Regions from separate parts of the Ovis aries genome. Here region 2 is linked to region 1. The links are chromatin contacts, called in public Hi-C maps. All regions are on one chromosome and are shown on one strand. Each heading gives the region's core, a stretch centred on a gene start, on an enhancer-like site or on the middle of the called end of the contact. The rest is flanking DNA. Distances are from core to core; before and after follow the strand shown.

Evidence for each region. Hi-C and Micro-C count contacts between places; a contact is called where the count stands out from the background.
Region 2: a contact with region 1 is called in a Hi-C map of hypothalamus, with 2.5 times the contacts expected there. The contact joins the enhancer-like site here to the promoter of RIN3 in region 1. A contact is called at or near these places in 2 of 16 Hi-C or Micro-C datasets (blood and hypothalamus).

What each region holds. Positions count from the first base shown.
Region 1 is chr18:55,052,314-55,059,902 of ARS-UI_Ramb_v3.0, reverse strand. RIN3 (Ras and Rab interactor 3) reads right to left here and starts at 4,251. Exons shown (of 10, transcript XM_027957334.3): 1 at 4,009-4,251. The coding sequence starts at 4,052. It overlaps LOC121817114 (a long non-coding RNA gene), which reads left to right and starts at 3,230. Exons shown (of 3, transcript XR_006056877.2): 1 at 3,230-3,426; 2 at 5,225-5,273.
Region 2 is chr18:55,119,097-55,126,685 of ARS-UI_Ramb_v3.0, reverse strand. All of the region lies in intron 3 of RIN3 (Ras and Rab interactor 3), which reads right to left. Among named protein-coding and RNA genes, the nearest start is that of RIN3, 67 kb to the right of the region's middle. Within about 2 kb of position 3,680, at least 9 of the 54 cell types and tissues checked have an H3K27ac peak or open chromatin away from gene starts, as enhancers often do. A contact at or near this core is called in hypothalamus, where this site is marked.

The sequences.
Region 1 (7,589 bases), core at 3,002-5,501:
TCCCTGCCCTCCTGTGTGCTTCCCAGGGGTGTCTTTCCACTTCCCAGGGGTGCACTGGGGTTTCTCAGGGCCCAAAGTGAAGGAAGGTACCTTTTGCTTAAGCTGATGAGGTATCAATTGCTTCCTGTGGGTCAGAGTCTCTTTTAGGGTCTAGAAGGGGGTGGGCATCCCAGCTGAGGGCCAGCCAGGACCCTCTGGGAGCATTAGCCCCTGACAGCAAAGAAACCGGGGTCAGCGAGCTGAGCGGTAGCTGGGACCCTGAATTCATCACTGGATCCTGTTCTGGGTGGGCCTCACCCAGGAAGAGCCCCCACCCTAGTGCTGGAAGTGGTTGAGGGGCTCCTTGAGGTGTTTGGTAGGACCCCTACAATGGATCAGGCATGAGGGAGACAGCCAGGGCTCTCTTAAGCCTGGGGCCTTGCCCTGACAACCCCTTGCAGGCCCAAGGCTCAGGAGTCTCGCGTTCTGGGCCCAGCTCCCCTGATATTGGGTAAGTCACTTCCTCTTTCTGGGTCTCCATTTCCTTGTCATACGAGGGGACTGGATGAGGTCTGTGATGGTCATGTTTTTTCCAAGAGTGGGCTCTTTTTTCAAATAAAATCTTAAACAGATCCTTAATTTACCAAACATGAGAAAGCGTGTGGGCTCTGAGCACACACATTCCCAGCGACCCCACCACTGTCCAGCGTCTGGTCACCTGACAGTTACAGCTTCAGCAGCTTCACCTCACCTCCAACCCACCAGCGAAGCCTGGGGCTCCAGCTTCTCATGTCTCCACTGCCCACTCTCCCGGCTCCAGCCCTCTCTCCCAGCCACCACAGGCGCCCCCCTGCTTCTGCCCCTATTCCCCCCACAATCTGTCCTCAATACAATCCAAATACAAGTCAGGTCACCCCTCTGCGAACCCCACCCATGGCCCCTCTCACCTAGAGCACCCTCCAAAGCCTGTACCCCACCGGCTAGCCTTTTTCTGTCCTCTTCCCGACTCCACTCCAGCCTCCCTGGCCTCCCCGTGTCAGACACACCAACCACCACCCCCACCCCCCACCTCTCAGGGGCTTGACTCACTCTCCCCACTTCCTTCAGATCTCGGCTAAACACGGTTTTCTTGGAGCGGCCTTCCCCAACCACCTGCTCCAGAACAGCCCCCCTGGGCTCCCATACCCCTAACCCTGACCTTTTGTCTTTCCTGCTGGGAAGGTCAGCTGCAAGCCGGCAGGGGCTCGGTTTAAGGCTGCCCTTCCCCCCTGCCCATCTAATGCAGATACTACTTGTGGAATGAACACTGAATGAATAGAGGAAAAGAAGTGTCTGCATCCAGAGTACTGGGCAGCCTGTCTGCATTTTCCTTCTCCCCAGCCGGTGTTTCCAATAAGAAGCAGACGGAGCTTGCTTGCCAAGATCCTCATACTCCTGTTCCAGGGGGCTGACATCCAAGCCACCCCCTCCGAGCCCCTGGGTGTGGGGTGGGAGGCATTCCCCTAGCTGTCTGGACATCCATCTCCTGCCAGCGAGGAGGAGGGGGCTTTGGGAGCCGGGTGGAAAGCTGAGCTCAGCTAAAGACTTGGAAGCCAGCCCTGAGTGGTCGGCAGGCACTAGGGGTGGCCTGGGGGTGAGGGGTCATAGATGATTGCCCCTCACCATCTTTGGGTACTGTAACACGGGTAGATGTGCAGCTCAGGGGCTGACAGAGGATGCACGAGTGAGACTGAGAACTGTCTTCTAGTATTTGAGTGAAGAAGGATTGGGCCCCTCTGAACAGGGTTTCTAATGGTACAAGTTAGAAGGAGGCAGACTTTCTTTGATATCTATTGGAAAGACTACCACAGTGGTGGTTAAGTTCCCCATCACTGGAGGTATGCAAGCACCTTTCAGGAATATTGTCAATGGGATTCCTGTACTGGGTGCAAGGTTAAATGAGATACTATCTCAGAACTCTTCCAACTCCAAAGATCCTCTTAAATAAAGCAACTTTTTTTTTTTTTTTTAGCAACAAACCAATATTCAATTACTATTTATGATGGATGGGCCCCGCACAGTTTAAAGTAAGCTTGCACTGGTGTGTTAATCCTTGGTTGCCTGTGGATAGCTACTTAAATAGTTACTTATCCAATCCTCATAACAATCTTAAGAAGCAGGTGTTATTATTACCCCCATTTTACAGATGAGGCCAAGGCCATCCCATCCTAGTTAAGCAATTGGGAAACAGAGGTTATAAACAAATGATAATAGCAGTAATAATAATAACTATTAAAAGTTTGCCCTCCGCCCTAGGTGCAAAACTTCTTATGCATTATCTCATTTAATCCTCAAAACAACTCTGAAGGGTAGTTATTATCACTTATCTTCATTTTCTAGGTAAGTGAAGGAAATGGCAACCCCTTGGCCTGGAAAATCTCATGTATAGCAGAGCCTGGAGGGCTGCAGTTCATGGGGTCGCAAAGAGTCGGGCACGACTGAGCGATTAATACTTATTAACACTAACACTAATGAGGCACAGAGAGGTTAAGTATTAATAACTGACCCTGTAATAAACAGAGAAAGGCAAGAGGAAATGGGTAAGGAGAGGTCAACCTGGGACAATTATGGGAAGTCACATAGTTCGGGACCCTGGCCCCTCACCTCCCCTTCCTCCCTGGGAATCTCCTCCTAGGTCCACCCATCAGTATTGGGTGTGGTAGATATTTGATTCTTGGGGGGGCGCCCTCCCCAACAAAATTTCCAGTTCCTCCAGCGGATGACATTTGTCTTTCCACTTCCAAGGGAAAGGATCCAGGCTGGGACGGAAATGGGGGAGGGGGAGGAGGGGAGGCATTCGGATCTAGTGCTCTCAGGTCCCTCTGAGACACCCCTCCCACTAGCCTAGGGCCAGTTACCTCCAGCTGCTCCCCAGTTCCGGGCTGCCGGAGAACAGCCCGTCGCTTTGTTTTAACACTGGGGAAAACTGAGGCCCGCGTAGCTGAGGTCACAGAGTTAAGCCAGGCAGCAACTGAGTGTCCATCACAGAAGTAGCTCGAGCCTGGCTTCCCCCATGGCGCCCACCATCCTTAATTCCCAGAAAGGTCTAAGAGGTTTGCCCAGTAATCTGCCTCTGAACAGGAACCTCTTCATCCCACTGAAGCTTTCCCTGGGCGCCTGCTGGGCTGGGCTGATCGAAAGAATCTACTTCGGAGCGCAGCCCTGAGCAATGTCCAGAAGTCCGAGGGTGCGAGATGGGGGTGGGGGGACAGGAAACCAGACGCTGGAGACCCCTCCCGAAAGCCGGTTCCCAAACCGGTTTGGCTTCACGCATTCCAAGCAGTGCCTCCTCCCTTCCGTAGGGGATTCCTAAGGCCACGCGCAGTTCGTGCGCCCTGGACCCTCCCCAAGCCCCAGGCTTCGCAAAGGCCGGTCCGAAGGTCACCACTGTCCGGGAATCCAAAAGAGGTGTGGGGGAGGGGATCCCGGTGGGTCCTCGGTCTTGGCGGGCGGGTGGGCTACAGGCCGCGGGCGTGTCCAAACTTACGGGGACTCGGGTCCTCGGCCCCAGGCGCGGCCGAGCGCCAGCACTCGAGGACGCGCGCGGGACACAGGCGAAGCGGCGGGCGCGAGAGGCTAGAGGGGCCCGGCCCGCGGTGATCGCATCTGAAGTTCAGGCGAGACCAGAACCCGGGGAGGGGGCCGCGATCGCACAGCCCCTCCGCTTCGGCTCTGACAGATAGAGCCGACCCTCAGATACCCACCAACCTAGCCCCGGACGTGCCAGCCGGTTTTCCGGCGAGCGACATCTGGGTTTAAAAGTTTCGCCAAGTCTTGGGTCCTGAAGAGGCACCAGGGCCGCCCCCTTCCGCGCAGTACCGGGGGGACCGGCCCGAGCCGTGGCCAGGGGTTCGGTCTCAGTTCGACACCCCGAAGTCCTGCGGCAGGGCTACTCCGGAGCTCCGAGCGCTCTCGGGGGCGGGAGGGACGCGGAACGAGAGGGGCCCGGGGACACCGAGGGAGAAGGGGGCGCCGCGGCTCCGCACTTACCCCACGGGGTCCGCGCGCTCGGGCGCCCCGGCTCGTCGGATCATGCCGCCGTCAGCTCCGGGATCGTGAAGGCAAGGGCTCAGGCGCCGGGCGGCGCGGGCCGCGGGGGCCCGGGCGCCCGCATGCCCCTGGCGCTGCTGCCCTGGGGAAGGGCCCGGGCGGGCACCGCCGCCAGCCCCGCGCCGAGTCGGGAAGCCACCGCCGCAGCCGCCGCCGCGCTCTGGGGCCCTCGCTCCCTCCACTTCCTGTATCGGAGCGAGCGGGGCTTTCAGGAAGAGGCTGGCCTTGGTGGTCAAGGGTTTTTTTTTTTGTCAAAAGCCTTTCGGCAGCGGCTCGCGGCCCGGAGCCCCCCCACCCCCACCCCGGGGGCCCTCGGAAGCCCCTGCAGCCGCGCCCCCTGGGCTGGGCTGGGCCGGGCCTGGCGGCGGTGGCGTCGGGTCGAAGCAACCAGCCGCGGGGTGCTGCCTGCGCCGCTCCGGCAGCTCCCGGAGACCGGGGAGAAAAACTTGGAGAAAAGTTTGCAGCTTGGTGGAGAGTCCCGTGGGAAGCAAGGCGCTTCCGCTCCGGACCGGCAGGTGGGGAAGCCGAGAGCTCTACGCAGAGCACTCTCGCGCTTTACCTCCTGACCGAAGGAGGCTCAAAATGCCATAGGACAGCTCAGACCAGAGGCAGGGCTCCTCCACGTCTCTGACAGGTGGCCACGCTGCCTTCTCTTGAATGCCTCCACTGACGGTGGACTCACTACCTCACAGGGCCGTCTGTTCTTCCATCAAGCCAGGCATCTAATTCACCTATTCTAGGTATCACGTCTAGATCAGAGCAGAGAGAGAAAGCCAGTCAGTTTACACAAATACAACTACAGCTACTCTAGTGGGACCAGGAGACCTCTCTTCTAAAGGCCTGGGCACTCAAAAATGCCTCCTGAGCCCGGGGTGCCCTCAGAATATCTCACAGTGACTGGTCAGCACTGACCCCTACAGAGTGACCTCAGTCTAATGCAGGGTTCCTCAGCCTCTTCACAGTTGATATTTAGGGCCAGATAATGCTTGGTTGTTGGAGCTGTCTTGTGTCTTGTAGGACGGCCTCTGCCCACTGTGCCCGTAGCATCACCCTCTCCTTGTAACAACCCCAAAACGTCTCCAGACATTGTCAAATATCCCTGGTGGCCACAATCATCCCAGTTGAGACCCTCTGGTCTAACATCTTTATTTCACAGATAAGGAAACTGAGACAAAGGAGCTGACTTGCCTGAGGCACATGGCAAGGTAAGGTGTCACAGGACTGAGGCCCAGGGCTCTGGTGAAAGCATTCGGAGGCGAGGCCTCTTTGCCCTCCCTACCCCTGCTTGCTCATCTGTAGAAGTGACATGTATAAACGGGAGGGGGTGAGGGGGGCACTCCAGGGTGCCATTATTATTAGTCCTCTGCTGTTGCTAAAACAAGCCTGTAGGCCATTCCCAGGGCTACCTGGGCCCCAGGGTCCATCCAGCTCTCACACCTGGAATAGTCTTCCAGCTCCTTCTAGGCTGATCTGGATTGCGAGTAACCGCACTCTTCCATGGCCTCCACAAATAAAGGTTTCCTTCAGCACCCTGGTGGGCTTTCCTGGTGACTCAGATGGTAGAGAATCTGCCTTCAAGGCAGGAGACCCGAGTTTGATCCCTGGGTTGGAAAGATCCCCAGGAGAAGGAAATGGCAGCACACTCCAGTATTCTTGCCTGGGAAATCCCATGGACAGAGGAGTCTGGCGGGCTACAGTCCATGAGGTCGCAAAAAGTTGGACACGACTTGCACTCACTCTGCTCCCTGGACCACATCTGAGAAACTCAGGACGAGCTTTTCAAAGCCCCGGTTCCATGAAACCATCTCCAGGGCTCTAACCATGTCCACCAGAGGCCTCCACAAGGCCTGCTCCTCACCTCCTCTGTGAAGACAGAACTCCTCCGGTGGACACCAGGCGAGGCCCCGCCCTGACCTTGTTGCTGCTAACTGACGGAGGAGGACATTGCCAAGATTGGAATCTGAGCAGCCCCCTTTAGTCATGGCCTCTGCCAAGCTAGCCCTTAGATTCCTTCCTGGGTCGCCTTTTCACTCTCAAGTCCTCACACTCCCCACTTCTCTCCCTGGAGTGAATCTGAGGACTCCTGTGGGAAGTGAAAATCTCCAGCTGTTTAGGCCTGTAAACTCCTTCCTCTACCCTCACCTTTTTTGGTTAACAGTTTCCGTTTAAGGAGTCAACCCTCCTCAGTTAAGTTCATCCGAAGATAACCAGATTCTACCCCCACTTTAGAGGACATAGACTAATCTAATCTGACCAATCAGCCCTATACCTACCAGGCCCAGTGATTGGCTCATGGATGAGCACATGACCTAAGCTGGGCCAATAGGATCCCTCCCTGGGACTTTATGTTGGTACTATCAGGAAATGCCAGCAGTCTTACCCCCCAACCACAAACTGGCTTTATCCAGGGAGAGCATAAGCTTGGGGCAGCCCAGTAGTTACTTGAGCCACCATGTGGTAAAATTGTGCTCAAAATATAGTCAAGAGAGGAAAGTAACGCAGAGAGAGACTATGCCCTAATGACATCTTTTGAGGTTTTGATTCTGAGATGCTTAAAGCACCATTAGACATCTCATGTGTAAGAACCAATATAGTCCTTTATATTTTCTTTCCATTTCTAAAAACTCAAGCCAAATCTCCGTCAGGTTTCTGTTAACCATCACACAAAGACTCCAGGCTGTCCGTGACTGCAGCCCCTCCTTCCACCTTCCACTCTCAGCTGGGTCTGGAGGATGTCCAGTTGTGGCAGGACTGTAGGAATGCAGAGGTCAACACTTCAACTTATTTCCCCGAAAGAGAAAAGGCTGCTTTGCCTCTCTGGGTCCTCCTGGGGTAGCTCTCACCTCCACAAGCTCCTCCACTTTCCCCTCCCTCTACTCAGATGAGGGCAAATAGGCTTGATCTGGAGGAGGAATGTGTGAATTTTCAGGGGAAAGTCACCTTCAGGAGGTTAACTCCAAACCTTGCTGGAGTTTCTGGGGACGATTAGCAAAGAAAAATATTTCACAGCACAGTCTTATATTTCAAAATCTTGCTCTGAGTTGGATTACAGACTTTGAGGAAACAGAGCATATTTGTTCAACAGAAATTTTCCTAGTATATGGAGTAGTTAAAAGTTAGTAACTACTCTTTCCTAGTATATGGAGTAGTTAAGTTAAGAGTAGGGGCTGGAGTAAGAAGTTCAGTTCAGTTCAGTCACTCAGTCATGTCTGACTTTTTGCGACCCCATGAACCACAGCACACCAGGCCTCCCTGTCCATCACGAACTCCTGGAGTTTACCCAAACTCATGACCATCGAGTCGGTGATGCCATCCAACCATCTCATCCTCTGTCGTCCCCTTCTCTTCCTGCCTTCAATCTTTCCCAGCATCAGGGTCTATTCAAATGAGTCAACTCTTCACATGAGGTGGCCAAAGTATTGGAGCTTCAGCTTCAACATCAGTCCTTCCAATGAACACCCAGGACTGATCTCCTTTAGGATGGACTGGTTGGATCTCCTTGCAGTCCAAGGGAATCTCAA
Region 2 (7,589 bases), core at 2,431-4,930, 67 kb before region 1:
GAATCCCAGGGACGGGGGAGCCTGGTGGGCTACCATCTATGGGGTCACACAGAGTCAGACACAACTGAAGCGACTTAGCAGCAGCAGCAGCAGCAGCAACCCCTGTCTGCTACTTTCTTTCCAGCTCTGGCTCTGTGCAGTGAAAATAAAGCACTAGCACCTGGGTATACTCTTAGCTCCGGCCTCATACTCTGAGGGTGGGCTTCCCTGATAGCTCAGTCTCAGCTGGTAAAGAATCCACCTGCAATGCAGGAGACCCTGGTTCGATTCCTGGGTCGGGAAAATCCCCTGGAGAAGGGATAGGCTACCCACTCCAGTATTTTTGGGCTTCCCTTGTGGCTCAGCTGGTAAAGAATTTGCCTGCAATGTGGGACACCTGGGTTTGATCTCTGGGTTGGGAAGATCCCCTGGAGAAGGGAAAGGCTACCCACTCCAGTATTCTGGCCTGGAGAATTCCATGGACTGTATAGTCCATGGGGTCGCAAAGAGTTGGACACAACTGAACAGCTTTCACATACTCGGAGGGTAATTTCAAAGTTCTCATGTATACACCATAATGGTCTGCTCGACGCCCCACTCTCTGTGCCCCCCACCACCCCTAACTTGGAGCCCCATGCACATGAGGACCACGGGAGGCAAGACAAGAAGCAACCTGCTCAGATGAAGGTGCTTTGAACATGGAGTTGAGAGCCTGGCTTCAGTCCCAGTTTCATCCTTGGGCACAATTCCCTCCGCTGCAAAATGGGGGTCTAGCACCTGCTTTGCAGGGCTGTGATAAAGACCCAAGGAATGGCTTCCATGAAGACCACTTTATGCCTGGTACACAGAGAGTCCGGTACACAGTCGGGTACACGGGGAGTTTCCCCAGTAGCTGGGGCCAAAGGCTATATAAGATTTCAAGGGTAGGGTCTATCATTGAGGAACTGAGTCTCACCTGGGGGCTTCCCAGGGCAGTCTTGAACTGCAAACAATGACTACATTAAAGAAACATCTCAAGAGGGGAAGTTCCACTGCGGCGAGTTGCCCGAAAGTTTCCACTGTGTAAACCAAGGCCAAGACAGCAAAAAGCACAACAGAATGTATGTAACAGACTCGGGACTGCCAATAAACGCAATGCAAACTATTTACTGATTCCTAACAGATTTAGGGAACTGGTGGTGGTTTAATTGCTCAGTCGTGTTTGATTCTTTGCAACCCCATGGTCTGTAGACCCCGAGACTCATGTCCAGGCAAGAATACTGGAGTGGGTTGCCACTTCCTTCTCCAAGGCATCTTCCCAACCCAGGGATTGGATTCGCATATCCTCTGTCTCCTGCATCTCAGGCAGATACTTGATATCCAGGGAGATGGACACACGCACACACAAAATCATGGAAGTCACTAGTCCATTTCTACAGAACTTTCCAGAAGGTTTCACCTCTGACTGCTTCCTTAAGCAGTTTGGGCAGAAAGGAGAAGTTGATGGGACAGGCATAATACAGTGGCTTCCCAAGTGGCCAGTGTGGTTGCCTGGGACACTGAACATGTATTTTCCTCACCTGTGGTGAGGCTTTTTATCCTAGCGCTTGGGATGTCTGGGGCCAGGCAAACCAAGAATAGTACCTTCTCTCTGTATGGGGCTTCATCTTTCCAAGGCATTTTATATCCATTTCTTGCCTGGTGAGGTCAGGTGGCCCAGAGACATTGAGTGACATGCTTAAGGTAACACAGAAGATTACTGGTAGGGCCAGATTAGAACCCCATTCATTGATACCTGACATGGTTTTGCATAAACTCACACTGATGCTGTTCCTCTTTCTGGTGGGAAAGCTGCCTGGAAGCTTCCAGAGCCAGGCAAATCTGTGAGGCGCTTCAGAAGTCCTCAGAGGTAGACTTCACTGGTGGTCCAATAGCTAAGACTCCGTGCTCCCAATGCGGAGGGCCAGAGTTTGATTCCTGGTCAGGAATCTAGAGCCCACAAGCCACAGCTGAGATCCCGAGTACTGCAACTAAGGCCCGGCTCAGCCAAATAAATTTTTTTAAAAGTGTCCAGAGGTAACAATCAGCTTTCCCTTTTGGAAAAAAAAAACAAACCCTAAAATCTGAGTTCCCCTGGAACAACCCCTAAGAAGTCCTAAATACTGGGGGCACTCCTTCCAGAGCAAAGCTCCATACAGGGACACCATGAGAGCTGCAAAGCCACTTGTAAAAAGCACTTTGCCTTGTTTCTTCCAACCCACTCAGCTACCCAAGTGATCTTTCTAAGAGTAGAATTTGGTCTCCTCTGAGCCCAGGGCTCAATAGATGCTAGTTATGTATACACGGGAACAGATGGACGGATGGATACAGTAGTGTGCAGCTCTAGAATCTCAGTCAGGTTTTAGGTACGTTCGAATGTTTATTCCCCACAGCAATTTCCTTGGAGGCATCTTTAACCCTATTTACAGTTGATGAAAGTGAGGCCCAGGAGTCACACCTTGCTTGAGTTCCCAGAACCAATTAAGCAGGAGAAATGAATGCAAATCCAGGTTTTCCAACTCCAAGACCTCTCTGTCAAGGGTGAAGGTGAGCAGAGAAGGGGAAGAAGCAATTAACTTTTCATGAGTACCGACTCTATGTAGTTTTAGTTAGTCATCACTCTGATTATGAGGTCATTTCCCAGCCGAGAAAACCAAGGCTTATTGAGGTGGATGATTGAGTAGCATGGCCAAGACCTCACAGCTGATGAAAGCATAAGGGTGGCATTTGAGTTTGGATCCATCGGGTTCCAAAGCACACTCTCTGGGTCCTAGAGACTCTCTGCACAAGTGTGGGGTGTGATTAACTGATTGAGCAGTGGTCCTGCCCTTTGCTAGGCTATGGGGACCACAGATGCATCAGACAGAAGCTCTACCCTTCTGTAGATGAGTACAGCTGACTGGCTGATAGGAGAGGGCTTCGAGCCCCCTGCCAGCACAGCACAGACGCGGGGTGACACGCTGAGTGTGGAGGAAGGTGGCGCCAGATGGGGATGCAAGCATCAGTTGTCTTCCAGGGGCCTTATTGTGGGGTAACCTGGGAGAAACTGCCTCCATCAGGCAACAGACGCATAAGAACTTCACTGTCCACCTGAGTAGTCTCATCAGGAAGCCTGCGGCCTGGGCAGGTGGTGGGCATGGGGAGGATGCTGGAGGTCAGATGAGCCTCAATGAAAGCAGGTGCCCCCCTCCTCTGCTGTTTCAGGACGGCCAGGACAAACCAACTCCCACTCTTCTGTTGGCCAGTGCCTGGCGCTCCCCTCCTTTATCAGTACAATAACTATTCCTACTGAGATGCACGCCCTTGTGGCTGGGGGCACCACTTTATGATGGTGTTAGTCTTTCACACGTTAGTATGAATCTGTTTACCGGCTAGAGAATTTCCAGAGAGCAGTTTTTCATGGAAGGTGGCAGAGGGAGGCAGAAACAGCTGGAAAGGAAGGTGGGAGCCCCAGACACAAACATTGATAATCCAAACCCATAGCTTTCCCGTGACAGGAAGCCCAGGAGGCACTGGGGCCCAATCCCTCTGGAGTCACCCCGAAAAGAGGGGTTGTAGCTATGCAGGGGCCCCTGGCTTTCTGAAGCTGCTGAATTGGACGGTCTTCTCTCTCAGGCACATCTTCTGAAGCTGCAAAGCCCCTGAAGGTGGCAGTCACTGTACACACAGGCCGAGGCCACTCGCTGGGGCCTGGTGATGATGTGACACTTCCCCTCCCTCCACAACCCGCTTCCCTCTTCTCTTGCCTCCAAGGACACGTGTCCTGGATCTTTCTCCCCTCTCTGTCAAAACCTCCTCCGGTGTTCCATGTCCACAGAGCCAGACCAACTCCTGGTGCCCTCAAAGTGCACACTAACATTCTAGCTCTTATGACCATCTGACTTCCATTTCTGGTTAAGTGCACGTGGGTCTGCTCAGGTTGGCCAATGTCAGGCGCCGTGTCTTACAGACCCTTCCTAAGCCTCGTTCAGCACACAGTTCATTGGATGCAAAGTCTGTGAAATGTTTAATAACACAGAGAAAGCTCATAATAAAATGTTTAAGTAAAAAAAGAAGGCTAAAAAATATGCACCACTATGATTCAAAAATCTATTAAAGAAAGAAAGAAAGAAAGAAAGGCACGAAAGATTTACAGTAAGGTTCTTGGAGTTCAATTATCTGATGATGTATTTTTTCCTAGACCAACCTCAGTTCTGGAAGCTGAAAGGGGAATTACTGAAAATAGAAAGATACAAACTGCGGTTCCTTTTTTTTTTTTTTTTTGCCAAAACCTGCATGGGTATAACCAATATGAGATAAAAGAATGAATTAACTTCTTAGAGGAGTCCTGCAAGAGCACGGCACTGCAGGAAGTGATGGTTTTGAGGTCTGAGCTGCATGTTACTCAACCCCACAGCTAATTATAACTGCTTGAATTTATTGAGTGCTTACTACACTCAGACACTGTGACAGCTTTCCCCCATACATGACTTCATTTTGTCCAGGAGACAACACTAGGATATTATAGTTACCTCTATTCTGACACCAATCCCAGTGTCTGTGCTTTCAAAACCACCAAGCTATTCTCCAGCACCCACTGGGTGTCCTACAATTTAACTCAATTCTTTATTTTCAAAAATGTAAAAACATAGTTTTTTTGGCTGAGCCATGCAGCATGTGAAATCTTAGTTTCTCTGACCAGGGATCAAACTCACACCCCACTGCACTGAAAGTGCAGAGTCTTAATCAATGGACCTCTAGGGAAGTTCCCAGTCTAACTCAATGCTGACACTATGCACCTAGAGACAGCATCAGATCCCACAACACTCTCCCACCCACCCCACTTCAGACACTAATCACAAGTCTAAGTTGTTACCCGTGCTTGTGACCAATCACCTACGGGATCAGAGGTTCTAATGACTTGGGTTCAATTAATCTGCTAGAGTGGGTTGCAGAACTCAGGAAACGCATTTACTCACAAGATCACTGGTTTGTATTAAAAGATATAACTCAGGAACAGCCAAATGGAAGAGACACACAGGACAACGTATGCAGGAAGGGGCCAGAGCGTCTCTGCTCTCTGAGCACACCACTCTCCCCAATCTCCATTGTGTTCACAAACCAGGAAGCTCTCTGAACCCGGTCCCTTTGGGTTTTTATGAAGGCTTCATTTCACAGACATGATAGATCAAATCATTGGCCATCAGTGATACTCAACCTCCAGCTCCTCTCCCTTTCCCAGAGGTTGGGAGTGGAACTGAAATTTCCAACATTCCAATCGAATGATTGGTTTCCTGGCAACCAACCCCCATCCTTAGGTACTTTCCCAAAGTCACCACGTGGACATAAACTCAGGTGTGGTTGAAAGGGTTTGTTACATGTCTCAAGACACAGTTATGGCTCTTATTATTTAGAAAATTCTGAGGGAGCTCTGTGCCAAGAATGGGAATGAAGACCGTGTATATTTCTAATTGTCGGTCACAATATCACAGGTCCAAGGCCAAGTACTTCTTATGTGCCAGGCAGCACTGCCTCTCATCCCTACTGTGTTCAGTCATCAACCCTCCAACAGCCATGCTGCAGATGTTCCCATTTTGCAGATGAGAAAATTGAAGCCCAGAGATGTTAAGATACTTGTCTAATGTCAGAAGATGCCAGGGACAGAATAAAAACCTAGAACTGTCAGTCTTCCCAAAGCTCATGATCTCAAAAGAGGTTTGCCTTGACAAACGCACACGACTCACCATGATACAATGCCTCCGGCCTGATGAAATATCAAGAGCTTGCCTTCTTCATACCAACCCTAAGTTTAACATAATAATTCCTTACCTTTTTATGGACTTAACATATTTTGGCCCAAATACAGGTGAAATCTCATTCTAGGATAGTGGGTCAGTTGGTGAAAGGGTCAAACCCAAGAGCACCAAAGCAAATCTTCAGTGTGGACCTCAAAGGCAATTTGTGTGACACTCTGCCCTCCCATACGTACAGATCTCTACTGCCTGGGAGGACTCATCTAGAATTGCTCCCCTCCTTGGTTTGAAAGGTCGCCCAATCCAGTGGTGATGATCATCTGCACCAATCAGCACAACACTCACCGCTGAGGTGGGCTCTGTTCCCAAGTGCAAGTATACTTATCTCATTCAACTACTTGGCCCAAAATCACTGGCCCAAGGGTGAGAGATCTGCTCAAAATCAAGAAGAAATCCTAACTGAGTTCAATAGGCCAGCCTTTCTAATGCCAGGGGTCAGTGTGGAATAGAGGATAGGCAAGAAGGGAAGTGGGGCTGCCCCGAAACTAGACCAAGTGGCTCAGACTGAGTACTGGGCAGTCACTTCCTGTAGGAGCCAGACCACACCATCCGCTGCTGTCTCATGATTCCTCTTCTGCAGATGGGGCCAACTGACTGTCTGTTATATATCAGCCAGGAGAAAATGCCATCACATGAAGGAATCATTGCTGCCATCTTCAAGGGTGCAGATTAATGAAAAAGATAGCTCGTGTCCCCCAGCCAACTAGTTAATTTCAGCCATAAAGGGGCAAGGCTGCACCTGGAGGCTGGTCAGACCTCCCTCTATCCTGTGTCCTGTCCCTTTGCATCCTATATCCCCTGAGCCAATGTCTTTTCTGCCAGTTCTCAGCCGCTACCAGCCACACATACATGTCTGGCCTCTGAGCGTCCCTGATGAAGCTAAGTGGTGACGCACTTGTCACCTTGGAGCAGCACAGAGGGGAATCGGGAATGTAATAGGTGACAACAGTTGTTCAAAATAGCCGCTACCCCTCTGTGCTAGTCACACACTGGAGGGAGGATCATACTTTGCATCCCACTGAGTCTGGTCTGGCCATTCAACCTGTTTTGGCCAATGAGATGTGATGGGAAGTGACTTCTGCCACCTCTGAATAAACCTGCCATCTCTCTCCGTCCCCTCTGCACCCTCCCCTCTCTGAGCACTGCTTTTTCAGCCCAGACTGCAGAGTGAAATGTTTTTGTAAAGAGTCTCAGCTGACATGCGGTGTGAGTGAGAAACACACTCGCCTTACTGTGTGTGCAGTGCTGTGGGTAGAGAAGCCTCTGCAGGGTAGGGCTGCTCGTCACCACAGCATAGCTAGCCTGAGCGGACTGGTTCAGGATTTCGCCAAAAACCTCTTAACAAGGAACTAGAGGATGACCTGAGCACACAGAAGCACAGAGGGGGTCTGCAAAGATCTCTCTCATTCAAGGCCAACAGAGGGAGGCCACAGATATGGCTGACTGCCTACTTCCTGGGGGATCCCCTTGTCTCTTTCCTTTGTCTCAGCTCTGTGTGGGGAATCCCAACAAAAGGTCCCAGGTCCAGGCTCTGGGCCTTTTCCCTTGCCCACTTCCTCCTCAGGCCACCCCCCACCATAGCCACCATGGCCACGGGAGGATGCAAGAGGTTGGTGGTTCCTTCCTCCCACAAAGGACTATGGTCAGGCCCCACAAGCTGGGCTGGGATATACCCAGAACCTTGGAGCCCAGTGTGTAGGCTTATTCTACTCCTCCTTTTTGCCTTAATCCTGAAGGAGCCTTAATAATAACAGCAATAACAACAAGAGTGAGAAAAACAAACACAGTTATTACCCTCTA